Regions from separate parts of the Sus scrofa genome. Here region 1 is linked to region 2. A link is a contact called in public Hi-C data. All regions are on one chromosome and are shown on one strand. The core of a region is the stretch at or near the end of the contact, and the rest is flanking DNA. Distances in the headings are between cores, read along the strand shown. Region 1 holds the start of TOGARAM1 (crescerin-1). Region 2 holds the start of C1H14orf28.

What was found. A called contact is a pair of places that touch in the nucleus more often than the background predicts.
Region 1: a Hi-C map of skeletal muscle shows a contact between it and region 2, with 4 times the contacts expected there. The contact joins the promoter of TOGARAM1 here to the promoter of C1H14orf28 in region 2. A contact is called at or near these places in 10 of 47 Hi-C or Micro-C datasets (adipocytes, alveolar macrophages, blood and 5 more) and 2 of 2 datasets of contacts at active chromatin or transcription factors (alveolar macrophages and skeletal muscle).

The regions. Positions count from the first base shown.
Region 1 is chr1:175,195,307-175,199,747 of Sscrofa11.1, reverse strand. It overlaps TOGARAM1 (crescerin-1), which reads right to left and starts at 1,576. Exons shown (of 22, transcript XR_002346627.1): 1 at 1-1,576. KLHL28 (kelch-like protein 28) reads left to right here and starts at 571. Exons shown (of 5, transcript XM_001926290.5): 1 at 571-1,744.
Region 2 is chr1:175,143,298-175,147,888 of Sscrofa11.1, reverse strand. C1H14orf28 reads right to left here and starts at 1,971. Exons shown (of 5, transcript XM_003480458.4): 1 at 1,636-1,971.

The sequences.
Region 1 (4,441 bases), core at 327-2,826, 52 kb before region 2:
TTAAAGCGTCCCATCACCTGTTTTAGTTCCTCGACGGCCTGAGTCCGGTTCTTATAGTCTTCCTGATCTAACAATCTTGAATGCAGCTCCTGAGGAATAATCCCAAATTTAAGGTTACTGTTGGAAATAGTCACTGCACAGGGAAGGGGATCTTCAGGCAATCCAGAAGCTTCAAGTTCCAGATAATAAGGAACCTGACTTCCGAAATGTGTCTCCAGGCGGCGATTGTAGTGTCTCCTCAGGGCAGAAGGCAGGCGAGAGATATAGGATTGAAACCTCTCTTGGCCAAGACGCTCCCCAATTTGTTGAAGAGCAGAGAAAGCTGTCTCAGATTCTTCTTCTATTTCCTGACTGCCAAGCTTTCGTGCTAAGGATATTATCACCTCCGTAAGATCTAGGCCGAGCAACAAATCCTCAGGTGTAAGCAAGATAGGGAATAGCAGAGCTGTGGAAGCTCTAAGCCGGGAGTCGGTACTTTCCAGTCCTTGCTGTATCAGCGTTCTCAGCACCTGTCCGGAACTACGTTTCAGACATATGTGTAGGATCTGGAGCGCATCTTTCCGCAAGGCCGGATTCTCTTCTCGTAAGGAAACAACCAGTTGAGGCAGAAGTGCTAAGCTAAAGGCCTCTTCCAGCTGGCCTGCCTCCCCCTGACCCCGAAGAATGTCCAAGAGGAATTGCAAGCAGAGTCGCTTCTCATCACTACCTCCTTCCACCAGCACTCGGCCCAGGGCCCGATACAATGCTTCCTTCCGTCGGGGGAAGCCAAGTCGACAGCCTCGCCGCGGCAAAGCAGCCTGCAAAGCCTGGAAAGCCTCGGAAGGGTCCGGCGCGGTTCGGAGGAGTTGAAGAAGCCGAGTCTCCTCTTCGTCTCCCCCTGACAAACCACCTCCAGACCCAGACCAACTACTTGAGACTGCCTCCGCCGGCATCAAGAGGGCCGAGGCCAGAGGCGAAGGTGTCGGGGAGCAGGAGCCGTGGTCTCCGGCAGCTCCTCGGCAGTAGTTTTTCTCGCCTCTCATGGCGCCCCCACGTAGACTATCATCAGTCTCTGAGGCGGAAGGACGACTGCGGCTCTGAAGGCGAGAGGCACCGAGGGCTGGAAGGGGAGGCAGAGGGTGCAGCGCGGAGGGCGCAGCCGCCATGGAGGGTCGTCAAGTGGAGGCTGGAGGAAACCATCGTCTCCGAAGGGCTCGATGGAGCCCAGCCTTCTTGTTCCTCTCCAAGCCTCAAGCTGCAGAAGAGGAAAAGGAACAGCTTGACCAGCTGCCAAGCTTGACTCTGAGGCTGCCTTCAGCAAAATGGCCCCCGCCGGAGCGCCAGACCCCACAGCTGCCACCGGGCGTAACCAGGGGCACCACGTGACCAAACCGATCGCTTCCATGGTGATGTACCCAGAGCGGACGTCTTAACCCGGAAATTAACCTGCAGTGATGAATGCTGGGTTATGTAGTCTACGTCAGAAATTCGGATTAGGCTGACGTCTTCTGGAAAAGGAAGTGAGAGTGTTGCGAACGTAGCGAACGTAGTGAACGAGTGAACGTAGTGAACGTCTCTGTAGCAGGGAAGGCGAGGAAAGGAGACGGCAGTAAGCGGAAGTGACGCTCTCCTCGCTCCGGGCGGAAGTTCCCCGCCCCACCCGTAGGAATTGAGATTTGACTAGAGGCAAGTGAGGATCTTGCCCGGGCTCCAGTCGTCCACGGCTCCTCCTCCTGTTGCTGCGGGAGTGATTCTTGGGACTCAGGTATTTTCTTTTTGCTGTGCTTCTGCGGTGCAAAGTTTTGCTTGAGTGCTGCTGGTGGTGGAGTAAGATATAAGGAAATGAACGGTAGCAAGCAGGGGGAGAGACGACATCTTCCTGTGCAGGGCTAGTTACCGTTGTAGACGTGTTGCAGTCTACAGCCGTATGTGCGATCCTTTCCTCCTGCCGTCTACTTACCGGGACAGGAGATCTAAATCCGGGCCAAGTTCCGAGCTTACGTACTTTTTTTTCAAAACCTGGTGTTTTGGGCCCTTACTTTCCCTGCGGCCCCCCCCCCCCGCCCTGATTCCTACTTCGCTTACGCTCTGGTCTTGAAGGGTTAATGTTTTGGGTTTGTTTTTTGTCATTTTTCCTTATGCTCATAACTATAAGTTCTCTATTTCATAACCTACTTAGAGCTGAAGATAAATCTATTTTTTTTCTGTAGCTAACCTTGTCTCCTTTATACGTTCTCAAAGTCTAATGCAGTTCCTCTGTGGGGCTCACCCCTTCCCCCTCCCGCTCCCTCCGGCGCTTCAACCTCCCTGCGGGATCCTCCCGCGTCTCTGCAGCCTTTCAGTCTCCTGGAAACGGAGATTGCAAAGACAGTTTCAGTTGCGGTTGAAGTTCTTGGCATCATGGTCCTAAGAGAATTCTGCCCTGTAGATTTAGAGCTGGTAATAGACATTTCTTTGTTTTAGGCAAACAGTGAATTTGGTGAGCATTTTTTCCTTTTAAATAAAACTTAAGCGGACACCGTTGAGGAGCTAGAGTGCCTGATTTGAGGCTGAATTCTTTGTAGTGTGGTAGAATTTTTGGTTTTTGTTTTAGGGAATAATACAGTTGCTTTTGAATGACCCAATGAAAGAAGTCTGTTATTTAAAATCTTAAATTTATGCTTTTAAAATGCAAGTGTTCCTACCCTGTTCTGTAACACACGGGATGTCTCTTAAATACTTTATTCTTAGCGTGCCAAACTACTTTATATATTATGTTGCTGGATAATGAAAGTTCAAAAATAATTTCTGAGTGTTGTTTTAAAGCCAATTTGATTATTATGTTTTGGTTTTTTTTCTTTTGTGAGTAAATGTAAATGAGACTTATGCAAACATGCGTCCATATGTTTTGGTTTAAATTCTTGGTTGTTACTTTAATTTTAATTAGTCATTTTGATATTTAAATAAATTGCCTAAATTTGGTTTGACTAGATATTTCATTAGACCAAAAAATAAAACCAAATTTTTTCTTGTTTTTTTTTGTAAAGGGCAGGGCAGGGGCTGGGGAATGAAACCCGAGAGATGATTTTAGCAGTTGTCAATGAGAAGGAATGTCTAGTTATCATATTTCCAATGTAAGAAGTTCAAATTTATATTTTTACTCATGTATGCTCAGACTTCAGGAACTCAATTCAAACTAAAGTAAAAGAATGATGTGCACATCAGAATGTACACATTAGAATGTCAGTTTATGTTGGAATAGAAGATAACTCTTTCCAGTGATCAGAATTTTCAGGTTGAAAACCCAGTGCACTCTTTCCTGTATCCATGAACTTGGGAAGTTGTGTGGTAATCAAAGAACAAGGAAAAGGAACTTGGAAAGCCCTGAATAATGTTTCATCATCAAAATTATGGTAGAAGCTTAAGAATTACCACTTCTCTCTGTAAATAATACTTTTCAAGGGGCTTGGATACTTAAATCAACTAGTTATATACTTTTCCTTGGAACAAAACAAGATGAGTCTTAATTTTGACACTTTTTCTTGGGGCCCTGTAGATCACTATGTTATAGATTGCAATTTATTTTTATATTTGTTACCTTTCATTTCCTTGATGAAGATTTGGAAGACGCATTAGTCTTCCTGGTGGATATTTAGGAAGTGGGATCTGATAGCATCTCATATCTTACTAATTGTCTTTTAGAGTTATTTTGTGGAAAATAAATCCCATCCATTTAATGTATGTTCTATTAAGATGATGCAGACTTTTATTATTATGCAGACTTGTTGTTTTTTTTGTCTTTTTAGGGCCTCACCTGCGACATTTGGAGGTTTCCAGGCTAGGGGTCAAATTGGGGCTGTAGCTGCTGGCCTACGTCATAGCCACAGCATCGTGGGATCTGAGCTGCATCTGCGACCTACACCACAGCTCACAGCAATGGGCAATGCTGGATCCTTAACCCACTGAGTGAGGCCAGGGATTGAACCCGCATCCTCATGGATACTAATCGGATTCGTTTTCACTGAGGCGTGATGGGACCTCCATGCACAGTGCAGATTTTAAAAAAATCCTATTCTTTTTTTTGTCTTTTTGCCTTTTCTGGGGCCGCTCCCAAGGCATATGGAGGTTCCCAGGCTAGGAGTCTAATTGGAGCTGTAACTGCTGGCCTACGCCAGCCATGGCCACAGCAACTTGGGATCTGAGCCATGTCTGCAACCTATACCACAACTCAGGGCAACACCAGATCCTTAACCCACTGAGCAAGGCCAGGGATCGAACCCCCAACCTCATGATTCCTAGTCGGATTCGTTAACCACTGAGCCACGACGGGAACTCCAAAAAATATTATTCTTGAATTGTATGAACCTAAGGAATTCTAGGAATTTTATATTGACTAGAAAAGTCTTTTACATCTAACCATATATAGAGATAAGAAAAATCAAATTATACTGTTAGGTGTGTTAATAGTACACCTCGGAAAGTT
Region 2 (4,591 bases), core at 722-3,221:
TTAAAAAAATTAAAGAATAAGGTCCTAATGAAACCAAACTGAAATACTGCTTTACTTTATCTGGTACAAACAAGTGCCTAAACTAAGAATACCATAGGGTTTCCCAATATGTTACTTTTATGGAAATGAGTTTTTTTATGAAAAAGGGAAGCATCTGAAGAACAGAAACAGAAATTAGTGGCTGAGGTCAGTGTCTTACTTTATCTTTTCAAGTGCCACATCCTCCCAAGCACAGTATGAATCCAACACTCAAAGCTGCAGACCTATGTGTTTTATTTGACTAAAGAATTACGTTCAAACCTATTTTGCAACACTGGCAGACTAAAAATTCAGTTTCCACACACACGCACACAGTATTTTCAACTGGCAAGATACTGTGGACTCTAAAATATTCAACACTATATTTAGTCTGAAGTGTAAATGTTTATATATAGCGAACATGTTGGCTGTAGTCAACCACTCAGGAATAAGAGGGCGTGGCAAATCTAGAGCCTAGGAAACCACAAACTCAGTTCCCTCTTAACAGGAACTGACATGTTCCAGAGCAGATTATTTAAAAATCACAAAACACTTAAATACTTTAAAAATAAAAATAACTTTCTTCGTGGCTTGATTGATATCTATTGAATTTTAAAGAACTTTGTAGCAAGGTTACATATTAAGCCTCTGTGTTCAGATTCCTAAATATTGCATTGGAAAGAAATTGTAAATTTCTGCAGTATTTTTGGCCAAATTATCTTTTAGACATTACAAATGAGCAACTATAGCTCTGTAAAGCAATAGTTACACTCTAGGAGAATTAACTACAATTATACACACATACATACAAAATGAAACTAACTTCTCCAGCCTTTTTCTGGAAAAAAAGGGAGGGGGTAAGAGAGGATTAAAAGAACTAGAGGACACAATTTTGCTTCTGTATGAATGAGCAGATTTGTTTCAAAGCAAATGACAATAAAAATGACTTAAAAAGATGGCGAAATAGCTGCAAAGAGCTTTACTTAAATTGCCTTAAGTTTTGGCCATATATCAAAAACATTGTTTCGTTAGGCACTGATTTAGAAGCCATAGAGAAGGCACCCTGCTGGCTTTATTTTCCTGCCTCAACAGGCCTTCCTGTTTGAATAAACATAGAAAGCGCACCAGACCTCTATTTCCTTGGCAAAACGACACCTTTCTTTTGGGGTCATTTCAAAGGGTAGCAAACCACCCCACGCGGGTCGTGAGCACCAGACCATTTGCCCAAGGCACTGAATGTCGGGCTCCCTAAGAGCTCGAGGGTCCTAAGGGTTCGTTCCCGAATCAGCGCCCCGAAATAATCTATAAAGCGGCCACGCGCTCCAGCTCGAAGCAGCGCGGGTCTGAGGGCAGGGACCCGCTGGGGTGGCGGTGTGCGCCCCCCTCCGCCCGCCGCACTCCGGCCACGCCCACCCCGCCCCCGGCCCAGAGCGCAGGGGGAGGCCCGGCACTGAGGGCTGGCCCCGCACGAGCGGCGGGTCTCCAAACCAGAAGCGGGTGAAAGGGATGGGCGTCCCCTGCCCGCCTGGGGCTGCGGGTAATGGGCGGGAGGGCCTGTATGTGGAAGGCATTCCCACAGGAGCCAGTCTCCGTTCATCCGGAAGCCGACTTTCGTACCTCCTCGGGGACCGAAAACCGCCGGTGCCGCCGCACCCGTCGCCGCCTCCGCTTGCTCATGGAGAGTCCGTGCTGCCGCCACCGCCGCCGCCTCATCTACCAGCACCGCCGGCTGTCTCGGCCTCCCCCGGCGTGACCGCTGGGCTCCGGTACGGCCTCCATCGCACCCGCCGCGGCGGGAGCCACAGCAGCTCCAGCGCCCAGGCCCGATCCGACCGGACCCACCGAGCCAGGACCGCGGGACGCGTAGCTTCTTATTACGGAGGAAGGTTCGGCCTGACCTCCGCCCCCCTCCCCCCAGTCCCCACTCCCCTGTTCACAGCTGCCTGACGACGCTGCTGCGCAGGCGCGAAGACGCCCCTGCCAAAAGTGCGTGTGTTGGGTGTGTACACAGCGTCCACATTCGCCCAATGGGCACCAGGATCAGCTGTAGGGGGCGGGACCTCGCAGAGAGGGGCGGTATTCCACTGTCAGAAAGTGGGTGGGGTAGCCGGAAGTGGGCAGGGTTTACACGGAGGCGGAGCTTTGTAGGCAAACCTTGCCTGGCTTTTTGAGGTTCGTACCATTTTAGGACTTAACTTGATTTTGGCTTGTTTCTAGGTCTGGTCTTTTCATATTCTTAAACTCAAAAAGGGAAAGCTTTGTTTTCTTAGTAATTTATGGTTATGGAAGCTTTTTGACTTAGGTATAAGTTTGGGAAAAAAGTTGAATTACTGTGTTAAACGCTGTCTTTAATAGTTTAAGGTAAGAATTGGCCAACGTACTGTAATTTATCATGGAAGTTAATAACACTTAAAAAAATTAGGTGGCTTTAGCCCCATTATAGAGATGAAAAAATTGAGTTTTGGAGATGATAAAGTCCCACACATAGACAACTGGAAATTGAAGCTATAGATGCTTAATGCTAGTCTGTGGGCCCAACCCAACCACTATTCCTGTTCAGTAGGTCTTGGTTCTTGTATCCTCCCTAAAAGGCTCACAGCCAACATGGTTCTGCTTACAGGGAACACAGGCCATCCTGGAAAATTACCTCCACCCGCAGTTAGAAATGAGGATGCTGTTGAAATACTGTCGGTTTAGCTGTGCAATAAAAAATGTCTGGAAAGTGAAGCTCAACTTCTAGAATACACGATGCACAGAATACACAATAAACTCAGCCCAAAATGCACGGCATTTAAGCCCAGCCCAGCGCATCAGTATGGTCTGCATTCACAGCTGAGTGTGGCAGAGTCTTGGACATCTTCTTGACGAATTTAATGGTTAGCCAGGGATATGGCAGGGACCTACCTCTTGGACCTCTCTTGAGAAGTCTAGTGATAGAGGGATGGAACTTCTGGGAGAGAAGCTTGACTCATTCAAGATAATTACTGCTGGTGGAGTTGGGAAGAAATGGAAACCTCTCAGAGCAGAGGGAGAAGAGGCTGCCCAAAAAGGAAGAATTAATCATTCTGGCAAAAATCTGCTCTTTTTAGTTTCCTAGTTTTTCTTATTTCTTACGGCATTTCACAGCTGAGGAAACTCAGGCTTTGAGGCTTAAAATAATGAGTGTATTGTATCTGTATTGGAATTCACATACAAACAGTTCACTCTCGATACTAAAACGATCTTGTAAGGAGAAAGCCCTTTAAAAATGTTTATAAGTATGGATTAGGTGTTTAACTGAAATCTCTCTTACGACATGGAATTCATTTTATACTTATTGGATCATTGTCTTCCTGAAAACAGAGTCGGTAGTGGTTATCGTCACCATTTCTGGAGAATAACAGGGAGATGGCTTATTAAATTCTGCTGAAGTCTGGTGAGGCATGGATCCTTGCGTACTTGGATAATTCACAAGAGACCTTTAGCTAAGATTCCACTCTGTTAAAGGTCTTACTGAGACCTTTAACCAAGATTTCCATTCTGCATCCTTTCTGCTCTGTTCAAAATCTGACACCTGAATTGCTGTTTTTTTTTTTTGTCTTTTGTCTTTTGTCTTTTTTTGTTGCTATTTCTTGCGCCGCTCCCGCGGCATATGGAGGTTCCCAGGCTGGGGGTTGAATCAGAGCTGTAGCCACCGGCCTACGCCAGAGCAACAGCAACGCAGGATCCGAGCCGAGTCTGCAACCTACACCACAGCTCACGGCAACGCCGGATCATTAACCCAGTAAACAAGGACAGGGACCGAACCCGCAAGCTCATGGTTCCTAGTCAAATTTGTTAACCACTGCGCCACGATGGGAAATACAATTGCTGTTTTTTTTTAAAGACAGCTTTATTGAGGTATAATTGACATATAATATATGAAGCATATTTAAAGAATACAATTGGATAAATTTTTATATGTATATCCCCTTGAAACTATCACTATAATCATATGAATAAATCCGTCATCCTTAAATTCCTTCATGCCTCTTTATAATTTCTTTTCTCATTCCTCCCTACCTCCCACACCTAAGCAACCATTGATCTGCTTTCTGTCATTATAGATTCATTTGCCTTTTCTCAAGTTTTACATAAATAGAATGAGACAGTATGTATTTTTTTTTTTCCTGGGCTGGTTTCTTTTCCTCAGAGTCGTTACTTTGACATTCATCAAGATACCAGTAATAGCTTTGTATACCATTCTTTTTTATTGATGAGTATATTCCATTATGTGGATGTACTGAAATTTGTTGTTTATGGAAATTTGAGTTGTGTTTAGTTTGGGGCTGTTACTAATAAAGTTGCTATGAACATTTGTGTACAAGTCTTCATATGGACATAGATTTCCTTTTTATCTTGGATAAAAATCTAGAAGTGGAATGGTTGGGTCATACGTAGATGTATGTTTAACTTTTAAAGAAAATGCTAAATTATTTCCCAAAGTGGTTGTTACCATTTTATATTTCCATCAGGAGTGTATTCAAGTTCCATTTCCGCCACATCCTCACCAACACTTAATATGGTTCGTATTTTGTTTGTTTTTTCCATTTTC